2 separate regions of the Danio rerio genome follow, and region 1 is linked to region 2. Evidence: chromatin contacts called from public HiChIP or PLAC-seq data. All regions are on one chromosome and are shown on one strand. Each heading gives the region's core, a stretch centred on a gene start, on an enhancer-like site or on the middle of the called end of the contact. The rest is flanking DNA. Distances are from core to core; before and after follow the strand shown. Region 1 holds the start of cibar1 (CBY1 interacting BAR domain containing 1). Region 2 holds the start of klhl38a (kelch-like family member 38a).

Region 1 (4,340 bases), core at 340-2,839, 190 kb before region 2:
TACCTATAATCTCTATTATATTATATTATATTATATTATATTATATTATATTATATTATATTATATTATATTCTTCATTCATTCATTCATTTTCTTTTCGGCTCAGTCCCTTTATTAATTCGGGGTCGCCACAGTGGAATGAACTGCCAATTTATCCAGCACATTTTTACGCAATGTATGCCATACCAGCCACATCCCTTCTCTAGGAAACATCCATCCACATACATACATTCACACACACTCACTCATACACTACGGACAATTTAGCCTACGCAATTCACCTGTACCACATGTCTTTGGACTGTGGGGGAAACCAGAGCACCCGGAGGAAACCCACGCGAAGGCAGGGAGAACATGCAAACTCCACACAGAAACGCAGAGGCTCGAACCAACAACCCAGCGACCTTCGCTGTGAGGCGACAGCATGCCACTGCGTCTTCTATATTATATTATATTATATTATATTATATTATATTATATTATATTATATTATATTATATTATATTATATTATATTATATTAGCACGCCTCAATACAGGTTCATTGTTATACAGTTCACTAAAGCATAAACAAACAAATATTTGAAATTTGTAAAATTGTAATACATTATTAACACATGTGCGTGCCCTGTCATTAATATAACAAATAACAACTTGTTCTGGTTATATTGTTATGCTTTATGTAGGCATACATTATTATTTGGGACATTCTAACAAAAAATTACAATTTTATTTACAAAAAAAAATGTGACAGGGCCTGACTTAAGCTTGTCATCCTCAAGAAAAAAAAATCATTCAAAACCAAGCATAAAATCCTTCTCAATGATAGATCTTTGATCACCGTCTGCTTCTTCTCTGTCAAATGATGTCGCTTCCAAGTCATAAATCCTTAAGCGTGTATTGCACACATTTTATGTTAAATTTAATGCAAATGTGACAGGACTGACAGAAACATGGGGGCAATTGTAAATTTGTATATTTTTTTAGTATCTTTTGTAGAATTTATAATTTTATATAAGTTTTTAATAAACGGATGTGAATGATAACAAGTTAAACTTGCGATTTCTGAATTATTATTTTTTGAATAACAGTTTTTAGCATAACAAAACTATCACAGCTGTAGGTTCTACTGGGCTGAGGACAAGGATAATGACGTACATTTGCAAAGTGTTTTTAATAAAAACATCAAAGAACCAAATGAATGATTCCTTTACAGAGCAACTGACAGAAATCAAACATCAGACCATTTTTGAAATTTTTGGGATGAAATACTTTTTATTCACTGTATTTATGTTCTTTATTTCAGGGAAAGGTAATGTATTTTTCTGTTAGAATGTCCCATTTGCTTTATGTTCCACTTATTTAAATGTTCTGTGCTTTTGTTTTGGTATGTACACTGAGCTCCTAAACAAACACAAACAAAAAAATGTGTTTGCACTACAAACACATTTGTATAAAAAGGCACACACTTGACAAATAAAGCTCATATTCTGATTCCGATTTTTTTATTTGCTCGTGTTGCCTTTATTTACCTCTAGAGGGCGCTTTGTAGCTCCATGGAAACGACACGGCGTTCTTCCGGATTTCCTGCTGCAGAATAGCATTAGCACATAACAGTCTTTCTGCTTTATTAAAGCTTGAATTTATATATTTTATAAGTAGCTATCGGTTGCGAGTAATGATGAGCCGCACTCCCGATGCAAGAGCGAGGTAAAAGGTTTAAGTTGAGATTTAAGACGACTGAGAGGCTAACTAAGTTAGCCGGCCAAGCTAAATGATGCAAAAAGTAACGTTACTCCATCTGCAAGCCCGTGTTTTATCATGTTTAATTGTAGCTGCTTAAACAACCCTTGTAAGAAACAGAAAACTCCTAACTAACGTTTTTTATTCGTGTTACCGAAATGTAAAGTAGCTAACAATGTCGTATGTTTGCATGTTTCTAAAATACAAGATGATAAATGTGTAAATCGTCCTCATTTAAAGTGTTTAATATATAGATAAGTATCAAATGTGTCACAATTTCTGAAATCATGCAAATGCAGTTTGAAACTTTTAAATAGATATATCTTTATCCTTTGAAATATTATAACTTACTGACATAATATATCTGACATGCAATCAGATGGAAAACAAAACCTGTAATAGTCTAAGTTAAAATAATGCTATTCCCTCATTCAAATAATCCACATTTGTCTTCACTGCACATTCCAGAGATACCCAGACCAAGCAGATCCAGGAGAATATCACCAGTGTGGAAAAACACTTCGGAGATCTTTGCCAACTGTTTGCTGCCTATGTCCGTAAAACTGCACGGCTACGAGATAAAGCAGATCTCCTGGTCAAGGAAATCAACGTTTATGCTGACACCGAGACACCAAACTTAAAATGTGGACTCAAGAATTTTGCAGATCAACTAGCCAAAGTTCAAGACTACCGGCAAGCAGAGGTGTGTTTAAAAGCCTGAAAACGTACTTAAGCATATTTTTGCTTTCTGTTATTATACTAACACATAATATTGGTTCACAGGTGGAGAGGCTGGAAGTGAAAGTTATAGAGCCTTTGAAAGCATATGGGAATATTGTCAAAACAAAAAGGGTAAGCTTTTCTTTTTTTAAAGTCACTCAGGTTTACCTGGAATAGTACATTTTTGTAGATTAGATCAAAATGGGTCATGTTAGATGCTGGTGTAAATAAGGTGTTTTAAATTATCTGAGGGGCAACGCAGTGGTGTGGTGGGTAGCAGAATCGCCTTACAGCAAGAATATCGCTGGCTTGAGCCTCAGCTGGGTCAGTTGGCATTTCTGTGTGGAGTTTGCATTTTCTCCCCGTGTTTGCATGGGTTTCTTCCAGTTTCTCCCACAAGTCCAAGGACATAGAAGTAGTCGCTGTAGATTAATTGGGTAAGCTGAATTGTCCGTAGTGTATGTGTGTGGGTGTTTTCCAGTGATTGGTTGCAGAAAGAAGGGCATCCTCTGCCTAAAACATATGCTGGATAAGTTGGCAGTTCATTCCGATGTGGCGACCCCAGATTAATAAAGGGACTAAGCCAAAAAGAAATTGAAAAAATGTATAAATTATCTGAGCATGTCCACTTCAAGAGGAAATTGAAAACAAATTTGATTTGATTGCTATAGTAGTGTATGACTTTTTTTTTTACACCTGGCATTAACATTTCCTACAAGTTAACATTTTTTAAAACATTTATTTATTACATTGCTAACAGTTCACACTGCTCTTTTGTCTTTTATGACCACAGTTCGGAAAATGAGCATATTGACAATTAAAATGAAAGAAATAATTACCATTTGCTAAATAGACATGATCTGGTTGTACATACAAGATGTAGAATTGGCCCCTCCTACACACAGATTTTTTGAAAAGTGAAAAAAACAATTTGTGACATGTAAGAATATTTTGACGATAAAACATTTTAATAAAATGTTTATTTTTTATGATATTGGAGAACATTTTTTTTTTCAGGAAATGATTTAAACAGGATTCATATGGTCATTGAAAACCTGGAAAAGTCATGGAATTTTGACATGGCATTTTCCAGGCCTGGACTAAGTTTTGGAGTCATGGAAATAAGTATAACAAATATCTGTATATTTGAATTAGGGCTGTGCGATAATGAAAAAATCTGACATTACGATATTTTGTATTTCTGTGATGCATATTGCGATGTGAATACAATTTCACTAGATGATTTAACAGGTTTATTTGAATTGATTGAGGGGATTTTGTAGAGGAGTAAATTTCGAATAATATACAACAAATAAATTACAAGCATACATAAATAAAATATAAAGAAGATAAAAGTGAAATATAGTTTGAAGGTATTCACTATTCAGGTACAAATATTGAATAATCAACACTTCATAGTCTTAAAGTTAATAAAGTTACAAAAGATTTCTTTTGGCCAGATGTTTACTCAAAGATTAAAATGTACTCTATATTTACTCACCCTTCACTTGTTTCAATACTATGGGAGTTATTAAATTATATTCTTTTTGTGTTCAGATTAAAAAAACATGTTTGAAACAATTAAAGCGACTTTTGAAAATGCAGTAATTTGTGGGTGAACTCTTTAAAAATGCATGCAGATGATTAACTTTTACTCGAATATGAATAAACTATTATCCCAACATTGCATATCCTGCGATGTTACTATTGTGGTTGTTCTTGTTGCGATATTGATGCTGAAACGATATATTGAGCAGCACTAACTTGAATATTTGTTAGTTGTCTTTACTTCTTTTCTGTCCTTGACCAAAAACTTGCTCTAACATTGTTAGTAGTGTAAGCAATAAACATCACCAAAATCAATTTTACATAGATATA
Region 2 (4,071 bases), core at 788-3,287:
CTGAGTACTGTAAAACCCAGTAAGTTAAGGCAACTCAAACCGTTTGAGGAAACTGATTGCGACAAACCATTTGAGTAAAACAAACTAATCTATATGAGTACTGTGAACTTACTCCACTTAAGCTGAGGTAATGAGGTATTTAATTAACTCATTACCTTCAACGCTGAGTTCAAAACTCTTTTCAAATGAGTAGAATTAACTTTTACTCAATTTTATAATTTTATCCTCCTTACACTGGCTGTCTGTTAAGTTTCGTATTGAATTTAAAATATTCCTTCTTACCTATAAAGCTTTAATAAACTAGCTCCTGTTTATCTAACCAACCCTCTGTTTCGCTACAATCCAACTCGCTCTTTAAGATCTCAAAACTCAGGGCTTCTAGCAATACCTAGAATAGCAAAGTCATGTAAAAAGAGGTCGAGCCTTCTCATTTATGGCTGCCAAACTCTGGAATAGCCTGCTGCTCATGTGATATTGCTTATATAGTACATTGTTTCCAGAATGAATGGAATGAGAATGTTCCCAGACCTTATTTTTATATAACTATATTACATTGAGGACATTTTGGGCTTTGGCTATGTATGGAGCACCATTAGGTGGCAAAAATATGTTTTTTTTTCCAGTGTACAATTTGAATTTTGTTGAGAAACCTTAAATTCATCAAAGTCCAATTTATAAATTCATTAGGTCCAAACGGATTTGAATGCATTATGATGGTTAAAGATGTTTGTGAATGTCCATCTTAATAGCTGGCAGTTAAATCACAACCTGTCCTTCTCCTTATTTTCTCAACTGAATGGCAAACCAAGGTAACCAGGCCTAACGATTCAGCTGTTCGCCACACTCATCCTAGCCATCAGCACTGTACTATATTTACCAGCTTCCTGGGTTACACAAGCCCACCACGGGGTGTGCACAAGCCCTCGACCCCTTCCTCTGTCCTCCGGATAAGCTGGGTTCTCTGTTCCTGCCATAGTAAACACACAAAAAGCATGGTGCACAGACCACCGCTGTGGGAACAAACAAGGGGAGGGTCACATGTGAGACCCGAACGACAGCAGCAGACTGTTCTAGGTAACTGGAATGTACACAGCGACCTCATGGCAAACTCCAAACTTGAGACCTCGTGTCTGTCTCCACGTAACTTTGGACTGTGCCGACTTTGAAAGAGAAACTTTGGAGAAATGTATTTGCTTTTATCCTGCTGAACTGTGCCTGATTCTCTTTGGAACTTGAGCGTGAAGAACAAGCAGGTGAGGTCCCGAGCAACCTTTTTTTTAAAAATAAGAAACAAGATTACATTAATGAAATGCTTTATTGCAGAAATTGTAAAATCTGATAAAAAAAAAAAAAAAAACTTTCATCTAAAAAGTTGTAAATGTCCTCTTCTATGTCCTAGTAATGTAATAAAACAATAATAGTAGCATTAGGTAGTTCTAGCTATGTTGTTAGCATCGATTTTCTTATGGTAGTTATTATTACTCAGAGTTTGGGGTCTATTTTGAAGCGATGTTTTTTAAGTCCCACAGAAATATGATATAGTCTTTTTTTTTTCTTTAGGGAATACTTTGAGTCCTTGTTGTGGCATCTCAGAAAGGTGATTAATATTAAGTATAAAAAAAAAACAATTAGCATCCTAAAATAGACATCAGACAGGGGCCATGTGATCTGGAGTGAAATAAAATCAGTAGCTGTCTCTGGGGTGATTAGACGACTTAGTGTTGATAATAGCCCAATGAAAGGTCTCTGTCTAAACGGTTAGACTGTCAAGGGCAAACCTACCGAGGGGATCAGAAACAGCTGGCAAGTGATACAACGGCGTTGATAAACTTAGCTTTGATCAGGAAATGTAGCCAAGTTCTACACATGCATGCATTAAAATGATTTAAGAGACACTGAAATAGAAAGGTGTGGTGTAAGAACTGAATCATGTGAGGCAAGGCAGCAAAAAGGGACCTTAAAGGAAGGGAGAACAACAGTAAACTGTAATGTCTTATTGAATGTTGATTAAACTCTGAGTTCTTTCCTTTTGCAGCATGGCTAGTACATCAACAGAGGTCTTTCCATTCAAGGACCAAGAACTCTCCACACAGCTCCTGTTTCAGCTGAACATACTTAGACAGGAGCAGATTTTTACTGATGTGATTTTGTGCACAGAAGACAAGGAGATACCATGTCACAGAAACGTCTTAGTTTCCAGCAGCCCGTATTTTAGAGCCATGTTCTGCAGCAACTTTCGGGAGAGCAGCCAAGCCAGAGTGGACCTAAAGGGGATTGCATCAGAAGTCATCGAATGTGTTGTGGATTACATTTATACTGGTTCCATCACCATAACTATGGAGCTTGTGCTGCCTCTAATGCAGGCGGCCTCTATGCTGCAGTATGGGAGACTCTTTGAGGCTTGCTCGACTTTTCTGCAGGAGCAGCTTAATCCAGAAAACTGCTTGAGCATGATCCGGCTCTCAGAGATCCTTCATTGCGAAACCCTTAAGGAGAGAGCCAAAGAAATGGCCGTGCGCTGTTTCTCAGATGTAGCTGCTTCTGAGGACTTCTGCGAACTTACCCTTCCCGAGCTAATGTGCTACCTAGAGGACGACCGACTGTGCGCTGAGGAAGAGCAAGTTTTCGAGACATTGCTTGCTTGGATCCATCATGACCCCTTCTCCCGCAGAGGAGCCATACATGACCTCTTTAAGAAGGTCCGGTTGAGGTTCATCCACCCAACGTACCTCTTCCAGTTTATCGCCAATGATCCACTTGTCCAGTCATCTACGCTCTGCACCGAGATCATCGAGTCTGTCCGACGTCTTATGTTTTCTGTTAGTGCCAAATGTACCAAAGAACTGAAGCCTCTATGGACCACACCACGTCGTTATACATGCCGAGAGACTCTGGTTGTGGTTGGAGGTCGCAAAAACAATGAACAGACTTCTCGAGAGGCACTTCTCTATGACGAACGAACTCAACGGTGGCAGTGGCTTGCTAAGCTACCTTTGAGACTTTACAAGGCGGCGTATGTTTGTATTCACAGCATTCTGTATGTGGTGGGAGGCCTCAGTCTTAGTTTGGTATCTGGAGATAGTGCAGTTAGTGCCACAGTGTATACCCTCTCATTGAAGACCAACCAATGGAGGACTGCCGAACCAATGCTGGAGCCACGGTATGCCCATCAGTGTGTCTCCTACCTTCACTTTATCTTCGCTCTTGGTGGAATCGGGCAAGATAAGCAGATATCAAATACAGTGGAGCGCTACAACAGCATGTTCAATCAATGGGAGGTCATGGCACCAATGCCCACAGCAGTCTTACATCCTGCGGTAGCAGCCAATGATCAGAGGATTTACGTGTTTGGTGGCGAAGATGCCTTGCAGAATCCAGTGAGATTAATACAGGTCAGTCATTCAGAAAAGATCACTTGTGATTCGCTCAAGTTGTGATCCCACATGACAAACCCCTCTCGTTCCTCACCAAGGTTTATCACATTTCCCGCAACTTGTGGTCTAGACTGGAAACCAGGACGGTGAAGAATGTTTGTGCACCTGCTGCTGTGATAGAAGACAAGATTTATATTGTTGGTGGTGAGTAAAATATGAGTTACTGGTTTTGATCAGCTCTGAAATCTGAAAGATGTAAACCAGGGGTGTCAAAAACCTCCTGAAGGTCATTGTCTTGCAGAATTTATATCCAACCAAACATGCTGAAGTTTCTTGTGAGTCTAAACAACTTGATTAGGTGATACAGATGGGTTTAAATAAGATATGAGGTAAACTCTGCAGGACAGTGGTCCTCCAGGAACAGGACTGAACACCCCTGGTATAGACTGCTTGTTAATATAAATGTCAGGTCAACCAATCACACGGCAGCAACTTAATACATTTAGGCATGTAAATGAACTGCTAAAGTTTAGAGAAGGGTTTAAACCAAGGGTGTCCAAACTCTGTCCTGGAGGGCCGGTGTCCTGCAGATTTTAGCTCTAACTTGCCTCAACACACCTGCATGAATGTTTTTAGAAAGCATAGTAAGAGCTTGATTAGCCAGCCTAGGTGTGTCTGATAGGGTTGGAACTCAACT

The links. HiChIP or PLAC-seq counts read pairs in DNA pulled down with a chosen protein or histone mark.
Region 1: a contact with region 2 is called in an H3K4me3 HiChIP or PLAC-seq map of embryo, with 4 times the contacts expected there. The contact joins the promoter of cibar1 here to the promoter of klhl38a in region 2. A contact is called at or near these places in 5 of 18 Hi-C or Micro-C datasets (caudal fin, embryo, hematopoietic stem cells and 2 more) and 1 of 4 datasets of contacts at active chromatin or transcription factors (embryo).

The regions. Positions count from the first base shown.
Region 1 is chr19:35,735,605-35,739,944 of GRCz12tu, reverse strand. It overlaps cibar1 (CBY1 interacting BAR domain containing 1), which reads left to right and starts at 1,589. Exons shown (of 9, transcript NM_001003604.2): 1 at 1,589-1,709; 2 at 2,211-2,445; 3 at 2,526-2,594. The coding sequence starts at 1,678.
Region 2 is chr19:35,548,331-35,552,401 of GRCz12tu, reverse strand. klhl38a (kelch-like family member 38a) reads left to right here and starts at 2,037. Exons shown (of 3, transcript NM_001044885.1): 1 at 2,037-3,392; 2 at 3,473-3,578. The coding sequence starts at 2,037.